Linked DNA regions of Mus musculus: region 1 is linked to region 2. The links are chromatin contacts, called in public HiChIP or PLAC-seq maps. All regions are on one chromosome and are shown on one strand. Each heading gives the region's core, a stretch centred on a gene start, on an enhancer-like site or on the middle of the called end of the contact. The rest is flanking DNA. Distances are from core to core; before and after follow the strand shown. Region 1 has its middle 3.0 kb from the start of Gm36675. Region 2 overlaps Clrn3 (clarin 3).

Region 1 (4,755 bases), core at 1,826-4,325, 630 kb before region 2:
GGACCTCCCTCCCTCCCCCAGTCCCTCAGGCCACAATGCTTCCACAGCCTTGCTAAAAGAGCTCCCCCGGCCTTTTTCTTTCTTTCCTTTTTTATATTTTTATTTTTTGCAGAGAGCTGAAGATTATTCAGAGGTTTTTATTCCTACTTCCATAAATCCACCAGCAAAAGAACATGTTTCAATAGGGTAATAGTTAATTCCTCCTGACTCAAAGACACGGGGTGGGAAAGCACATGAAATGTGTGAAAATCAGTTGTCACCAAGCCCTGGCTGACCTTCGAGGAAAAACTCGAGATCAATAAATGTGTAAAAGAGATGAACTGCCTGGCTGGGATCCAGAATTCAACATCTTACTTGTATCTCCCACCACACATACCCCAAAGATGCCCCTGATCTTGCTTCTGCCTATTTTAATGCCTATAGCAATATTTGTTTAAATATTTGGTTCCAAATAAGAAGATAGGTTTGCCAGGGTATCACACGAAATTCAGTAAAATCATGTATTTTGGGGACCCAGCCCAGTTGCAATTAGTCAAAACCAGCATCTCTCCTCTGATCCTCCTGAACACACGTAGGTCTAAATATCAGCCTGCCCAGGAGGCATGAGTGAGACAGGCCACTAAGCTATGGTCATCCCAGGGGTAAGAAGGTGGGGGAAGGGGGAACTCTCTCACAAAAGGGCATTGTTCCCTCTTCAGGTTTCTTGCTGTGCAGTTACATATATTATGAGTCTGAAGGTTGAAAAAGCTCTTAGTTTTGTTAACGTGTTTTCAAACCACTAATTATTCCCTGCTGTTTTGAGGTGTTAAATACATAAACACATGGGCTACTCAGCTTAAGAAATTAGGGTTGCATTCCTCTCCGGATGAGCCAGGGTGAAGGATAGTTTCCATGTAACTCACTGCTACATGTGGAGTCCTGTGTAGGCTTAGTTCGACACAAGCCAGGGCCACACACTAATCATGACAGAGACCACTGGCCTGGGGCTACCAGGCTGTCACTCCAGAATCTCTCAGCACATTCAGGTCTTAGGGAGCATGCCTGATCCTTGGAAAGTACTGGGAGTCAAAGCTTGAGGTTTTCAGTTAACAAGGCCCTTAGACCAGTGCCCAGGGGCTCATTGAGTTGTCTTTACATAGGTGATCTCTGCCTGTGACAGCCCATTTGGACAATAACACCTGAGGCCTCAGAGTTCTTGTGTGGACATAAGGCATGGGGCATATTTCGGTTTTGTCCATTTAGCCCCTTGGACATCTTCATCTCCAGACCCAGCATTACTAAGTCAGAGGCAGTGTTCCCAAAGGGTACTGACATGTAGGTTGCTTAACACTAGGAGTCAATACTTTTACTGTGGGTGCACGTGTGAGGTGTGTGTGTGTGTGTGTGTGTGTGTGTGTGTGTGTGTGTGTGCACATACATGTGTATGCAGGTATGCCTGCTTTTGGAGTCAACTTTGGATGTCATTCCTCAGGAGTCCTCTACTTGCTTTTTGAGACAGAGTAACTCTCTGGGATGAAGAGTTTACCACGTAGGCTAGGCCGTCTGACCAGAGAGTGAGCCCCAGAGGTTCGCGTGTCTGTGCTTCTCCAATGCTAGGATGAGAGACTGGAGGCACGTACCACCATCCAGGTTTTACATGGACTCTGAGCTGGAACTCAAAGTTCTTATGTTTATACAGATATTTCCTAGGCTCTCAACACAAGAGCTTTGTAATTAACTTCAGGATTCACCAGAATCTAGGAAGCATCACTCGAAGTCTCTCCCTAGCCCAGGTCAATGTGCAAGGTGAGGTCAAACAAGCTGAAACAAGTACCCTGGCTGCTTCTCAGCACAGTGGGTCAGGACCATTCCTGCAGAGCAGACCTCAGAGGCTGATAGCATCATGTGGAGAAGGGGTAGCATCAGCTATTGTATCAGAGAGGAGCCTTGTAGAGCAGCAAGGGCCATGCCAGCCAAGCCAGGTATATTAAGTGCTACACTCCTGCTCACCAGCCAGAAAGGCATGGAAAACAAGCTTAGAGAGCCAAGGACCTAGTGATAGGAATCAGGACCCTGGAGCAGAGTCACCTGGCTCAAGGTTCGCGGCCACTGAGCCAGAGCCAGACAGCTGGACTGAGAGTGTAGCAGCAGTTGAGAGCCAGAAGCCCAACTCACACCACGCAGCTGTGGACAACAGAGGTGGGGCACTCTTCCAGCTTCTGTTTAGAGCCTCCTGTTTCAGGAAGACACAGCCACACCTTCCCATTGTCCCTCTGTCCCCAGCTAAACGCGAAGAGGCCCTGCCATACTCACAGGTTCACTTGGACAGAATAGGATGAATGATTCAACAGGATCTGTTCATATTCATCTACAATGCAAATGAATCAAGATACAGCCGACAAGCACATGCAGAAATACTCAGCACTGACATATTAGAGAAAAGAAAACTAAGACCACAGAGAGACTTTGTCTCATGTCCACCAGGAAGCTTAATAGTCAAACTCCTAAAAAGTGTTTTATTTTCTTTTTTAAATAGGATATAAGACCAATTATTTTGTATACTAATTTCAAACGCAAAACTAATGATAAAAACCAGGAAGCTGAATGGCCAAATTCTTAGAAAAAAATTTTAATAGGAAAAGAGACCAATTATTTTGTATACTAACTTTAAAAGTAAAACTAATAATAAAAAAGAAACAAAAATATTGAAAAGAAACTTCTTAGCCCACTTACTAAAATATTACTAGAAAAAGGAAAGATAAAGAATGGTATATTTCCTCATCACCACAGGGGTGGCCACCGTCAACATGCTGGATCCGGAGTCACCTAAGGGGTGTGTCTGTGAGGATGATTCTAAAGAGGTCAAATGGGGTGGAAAGGTCAGACTACCCTAACCCACTTGCCCATGGTCTGTGAATGAAAAGGAACAAATGGAGAAAGGGAAGGTCCCCTGCTCTCTGCCCCAAGGTCCACTGAGATATGAAGCTGGAGGGAGAGACAGCCATGCCTTCAACTCTGCACTGAGCTGTACCCACATTTATAAGTGGCAGACAGACCCTTCGTTTCTTTAAAAAACAAATGTAGGAAGTTGAGAGTTATGCAGGATGTGGGGACATCAGAGCTCTGGGTACGGCCCATTCATGCATGAGAGGAGGCTGTTGTGGAGAAACAGTGGGGTGGGTTCTTGGAAAGCACTATGATCGTAAATAAGGAATCACCCCAAAATTGTACCGTGGGACATACACCCCACCCCAAAGAATTGAAAGTTACAATTCCAAAAGGATAATTATATACTTAATGAAGAGTTCCTCCTGGCAAGAAGGATGCAAATGATATCCACTAACAGGGAAGTACATTTTCTAATGTATGTCCAAGGTGTGGAATGTAACTTAGCCATTTAAAACGCTGAAATTCCAGGACGCATCAGTGTGGATGAACTTTGAAAATAACCTGTTAAATGAAATAAGTTTGATATGACAGGACAGATATTTTATAATTTCACTCCCACAGGGAAGCCATAAGAGCAAACTCACTGAAGCAGATTGCAGGTCAGGGTCAGGGAAGGACAATGGAGTGCACTACATAAGGGACACAGGTTCAGTTTGGGGAGATTAGAATGTTCTGGAAAGAGCACTGATGGTTAATGCGTAGAAATGTGTCACTGAATTACCCAGTCGTAAAGTGGCCAGCATGGAGACCGTCATGCCAAGTATTTTCTACCATAACAATGATACAGGACAGAACTGAGCACTGTGAGGCCAAGCATCCTGCCCTCTCTCAGATACCTTTTCCTGACCTCAGCTTCTCTCTGCTGCTCTCTTCCTCCATCCCCACCCAAAGGATGAAGGCTCAAGGAGGTCATGAAGACTGGGTGTTCCTCACAAGCAAGCCAGCATCTCAGTGTTCAAGATAGGTCAGGAAGCAGTTTTTACAGGCCAGGAGGAATTCCAGTCTGAATACTACATGTGGCTTTGTAACATGTCAGACCCTGGTCACTCCCTTTTAGTGCCTTAAAGATAGGCCACTGGTGATTACCAATTCACAACAAGTTTTTTCCTTCTATGAAAACATCATGTAGGAACAACTGGAGTAGAAAATCTGATGCTTATAGAAGAGAAAAATATAACACACACACACACACACACACACACACACACACACACACACTGTGTGTTCAGTCTATCAGTTCCCCCTGGGTGGCTGACTTGTGCACAGAGTCCAGCATCTCTCTTTTCCTGAAGAATTTTGTTACACCTTCAAAATCACTCAGCTGCCAGCTGCCGGTCAGAGTGCCTCACCCACATGTCATTGAGGTTTCGAGTAGATGCCCAGCAAGATGATCTGCAGCAGTAAAGGCCCGTTTCTCCCAGTCACATCCTCCAATAGAAAGTGGATGTATCTTCCTCCAAACCCCTTTCACATGGCCTTTCATTTGAAAGTGTTCGGATCGCAGCCACCTCCCACAAGGATGAAAACAATTCCCTCAGGAATGTGGGAGACTTAGACCCATGATGTGTGTGTGCTTCTGCTCACAGGTGACCCCAAGTGGCACAGTCCAGGTCTTTGTTTACCTGTGATGTCCGTGGGCACCAACTGCTCACCTCACTGGAGGGGCAGAGGCTTCCTCCCCGTGAGAGGTGACATTTAAGGAGTGGGACATGCTTTCTAGCTTTCCTCTTCACATCCCTTCCACCCTCCCCTCTGCCAGTCACCAAGTCCCAGAGCCTCTTCATGATAGTCCCAGGTTGGGTCATCCTTTTTCTTGCTAACACACTC
Region 2 (4,434 bases), core at 43-2,542:
GCTCAGCTGTATTTGTATTCTGCACTGTGCACTCACCAAATGTTGCTTTAGTTTTAGGGATATTGGACAATTCTTCCCAGAAGTCTTTGCACCTGGTGGTCATCCTCCTCCTGATCCTGAGTCTGGCAGCTTCCGTGCTGAGCTCAGTGTTCACCTTCTACAACAGCATCAGCAACCCTTACCAGACGTTCCTGGGACCTATGGGTGTCTATACCTGGAATGGACTCAGCGGTGAGTTTCCTGAGAAGATTCATGTGCACACACATGCATACACATACATATGCATACATATGTACACCTGCACACATAGATGTATACACATGCACATTATGTATGCTCATGAACACACATGCACATATACTTGCTCTCCATCTTGCCTTCATATGGAGTAACATGGACTCCAGAGTTGCCATACCTGGGTGGCCAAGCCACAGAGCCAGGAAAGGATGCCATCTGGGGCCAACACTCTTCTTGTGAGCTAGAGCGCTGTGTACTTGCTAGGTGGTTTTGTTATTTTGTGTGTGTGTGTGTGGGGGGTGTTCAGATGTGGAGTGGATCTTGTTATGACTTAGACAAAAGATTCTCTGTGGGTTTTGTCCATGTACTTCATTCCCTACATTTGTTCAGTGGGACTGACACTTTGAGGTTAAGGGACTTGGATACAAATCCAGATATAGGTCCCCAGTGTCAAGGGCCCTCCATCTGCCACTGAACCTTGCTCGCTGCCAGGATAAACAGTGAATTGATCTTAGCTTCACTCATGGGACTCAGAGGTAACAGAAGCAGCGGCCTCAGGCATGGCTGAATTTGGAGACCATGTTGCAGGAAGTCTGCGTCCCTTCATCCCTGCATACAGTGATTTCCCAGTGTGCGTTCTGTGGCTACACAGTTGATCCAATCCTCTTAAAGGTCAGATGTCTGTACACACCCTGGACTTCTGCAGTAGCAGCTTTAGAGGAAAGGCCTGTCCTTTTCCAAGAGTCAGGAGACTGGTCCTGGGCCCAATTCTCATGAACTCACCCACTGACATGACCTGATCAATCTCTGAAGCCAAGACAGATAGATTGACCCATTAAGTTAGCTAAGGAGACTTGTCCATACTGAAGCTGGGCCCAGCTTTAGAGGCACACAGGGGAGGAGGAGTGGGTTCCCATAGAAGGGGAGATGACAGGAGACCAAACTGGGCCGATACTGCCCTGTTTACAGCCCACAGGGCTTACAGCTGGTCCCCTCGCCTTCCTCTGCAGAGGAAAACAGGCCGACTATACAGATGTTAGAAGTCTATGTCTGCTGGGGGTTGGGAGGGACAGGAAATGGAATCTGAACAATCTCCCCAGAGCCCTGCCTACGTCTAGCCACAAAGGGCTATGTTGAGAGGAGAAAATTCCCCACACTTACCTTCTGCCTCAGGGTATATTCTAACACAGAAGGAGAGGCTCTGGGGTGGACAGGAAAACCACCTGTAATAGCTGTGTAAGGGGAAGTTGTGCATTCTGACTTGGATCTGGAGGAGGCCTTTAGTCAACCCCAAGAGTTGCTATCCTGATGCTCGGCAAGCTGGATTCTGTGTTCATACGCCCTCGGGAAGCCTCCATTTTCTCCCATTATCTGGAGTGTTACAGAGTTGAGTGAAAACTCAGTTTGCGAGAGGCTGTTCCTTCAGAAAGGTCTCTGTACAGCACTGACAGTGTAGCTTCCTAGCCTGTGGGCCACACTGGTAGGTGGGCTGAATCCAGGTCAGCTTTAAGGTCCTGGGGCCAATGAGAATGCTACAGTCCCCTAGGCACTAGGCTCTCTTGGGCTACCAGGTTGTGAGCTGGCCCAGTGGGCAGAGCAGGAAATAGATTACCTGCCTCATTTCTGGTGGGGAGAAACAGCAATAACACTGTCATCAAAGGCTTATAACCCGGACATCTCAGTACACACTGGCCCAACGTGGCTGGGAGTTGGCCTCAGGGAATTTTAAGGTAGCTAGAGGGGAAGTTGGATTCAGACAGAGCTACACAAACTGCCTCCTCTGACATATTGTTCCTCAGCTGGAGAACACAGGGAGTAATGAGTACCATGGCCCAGCAGAGAAGGGCTGCAGGCCGGGAGCCCATGTCCCTAAGCCTTTTAAGAACTGCTTCCCTCCCCCAGCCTCTTTATATCTACCACTCTGGAGAAACTGTGCAGGCCTAGAGATGCAGGCCTATACTTCCAAGTACTGGAAGGCTGAGATGAGAAGGTCCCCCAAGTTCAAGATTGCCTGGCTGCAGAGGGAGCTTAAAGCCCCATTTCAATATAACAAATGAAGAGGATTGGTGTAAAGAATTTGCTTACTGTTTTTGAGGTTCTATACTTAATTTCCAGTACTGCAGGAAGGAAGGATGGGAGGTAGGGACTGAGGGAGGAAGGAAGGAAGGAAGGAAGGAAGAAGGAAGGATATTCAGTTAATCAGAAGCAGTGTGAAGCCCATGGCTCCAGGCATCTGCCTTTAAAGTGCCGGGATGGGCAAGGTGTCTGTGCGCCAGCCTTTGCCTGTGCAAATCAAAGCTCCAGACTAGCGAGCTCCTTTAGGATAAAGGCATTAACCTTGTGTATGTTCCACCCCTTTGTGATTAATTAAGCTTTTATAAGAAACTTCACAAGAGGAAAATGAGGGATAATGAAGGTGTGAGAGGGTGCATCAGAGGAACAAGACTTTTGTTCATGCAAATAATTAAGGAATACAGCCATTATTTTGTGGGTGAGGTGTGTCATCAAGGGCTGTTCAAACGTTCTCTTCACGCAACCCCCACCCCTAATTAGCTTCCCTCAGAGGAGCATTTGGGGAGCTTCCTTGTCAGTGGGTTAGGACACAGTTTGATGCCTAAGAGCTCACTGGACTGTGTGCATTCTGTGTGTGTCAGCATATTAAGGATCTCAGAAGGACTTCGTCTTGGGGATCCCCCTGATGTATCAGACCCCACCTGGGCATGAGCAACCATCCTCACCCTCATGTTCCCAGAAAAAAATTCTTTTTTTCCAGCATTACTGGTATATGAATCACCTGCCCATACATTACTCACTTAAAGCACACGGTTCACTGGGTTTTGACATATTCTTAGACACTGTAGAGACATCACTAACCATCATTTTGGAAATATTTTCACCAGCTCGGAGAGAGATCGATGTCTCCTGGTTACAACCTGCTTCTCACCCCACCTAAGCAACTGTAAATCTGCTTTGCTGTAGCTACTGCCTGGTTCAGGGCCACACTTGGCTGAGTGGTGCAGAGCGGACCCCTGCAGTAGCTGTCTAGAGCTTCCCTGAGTCCAGGCCCAGCACTTGAGAGCCTGTGCTTCTCTTGCTCTTGGCAGAACTCACTCCTCACAGCTGGCGGTGCACCTGACCCACTGCCCTCGCCTGCTCTTGTGGAGGTGGCTTCTTCTGCCTGTGATGCTGGTGCTCGTTCAAGCCTTATTTGTCCACTCATATTTCCTTGTACCTTCGCCATGCCCACTCTCGCTGCCCTGTCCACTTGCTCATGCCTGTTACTTAAGGTGACCTTAGGGCACAAGGCTGTGTGGTAGACCAGTTGTCCAATGATAAGCTCTGACAGGATCTGAGCCTATAGGTCAGATACTGCTCAGAATAATGTTTAGTACTTCATGCCTAGGATCTAGTTTATATCTTACATCTTATTTTTACATTTTCCTTCATCCTGAAACACTATAGAACCCCTTGTAGCTATTCAGTAAATGCCTTTGGATTATGTATCTCATAAAGAAAATAAGCGATATTAAAAAAGCATTGGGGTGGGGGTGGGTGGGGGTACAAAACGCAACTGGAGGGATGACTTAGCAGTTAAGAGTGACTGCTGCTTAATCATAAGCACCTGAGTTTGAATCCCCCACCTCCCATCCTGTGGGTGTGGATCACAAACACCTGTAATGCCTGTTCCAAGGGATCTGCTGCCCTTTTCTGGCTCCTGTGAGTAGGTACCTACACATATGGATGCATACATTGATACAGAAACATGCTCATATACATATAAACAAATAACTTTAAAACATAAATCACAACGATAGGTAGATGGCTCTATGAGTAAAATCATTGCTGCAGAGAAATAAGGATCAGAGTTCAGATCCTAAGCACCCAAGAAAAAAGGCAGGGATGGGGCACACATCTGTAACCATGTCCTGGGTGGGCAGTGAGGTAGAAACCGGGGGCTCTCAAAGGCTTTCTACTCAAACAGGGAATTCCAGCTTCAGGAGGAGACTCTGCCCTCCTACTGAAAAAAAAGGAAGAAAGAGAGAGAAAAAGAAAAGATGTGAGCACTAGAGGAAGACAGTTAATGTTCGTTGGCTTCCACGTGTGTACACATACATGTGTGCACATTCAGACACATACCTCAGAAATGCACACACATACATGCACACATGCATGAACACAAATAAAGCTATTGCTTCG

The links. HiChIP or PLAC-seq counts read pairs in DNA pulled down with a chosen protein or histone mark.
Region 1: a contact with region 2 is called in an H3K27ac HiChIP or PLAC-seq map of large pre-B cells, with 5 times the contacts expected there. The contact joins two enhancer-like sites.

Annotation. Positions count from the first base shown.
Region 1 is chr7:136,147,796-136,152,550 of GRCm38.p6, reverse strand. No RefSeq gene overlaps it. Among named protein-coding and RNA genes, the nearest start is that of Gm36675, 3.0 kb to the left of the region's middle. Within about 2 kb of position 3,075, at least 4 of the 459 cell types and tissues checked have an H3K27ac peak or open chromatin away from gene starts, as enhancers often do.
Region 2 is chr7:135,514,244-135,518,677 of GRCm38.p6, reverse strand. It overlaps Clrn3 (clarin 3), which reads left to right. Exons shown (of 3, transcript NM_178669.5): 2 at 52-231. Among named protein-coding and RNA genes, the nearest start is that of Clrn3, 12 kb to the left of the region's middle. Within about 2 kb of position 1,292, at least 38 of the 459 cell types and tissues checked have an H3K27ac peak or open chromatin away from gene starts, as enhancers often do.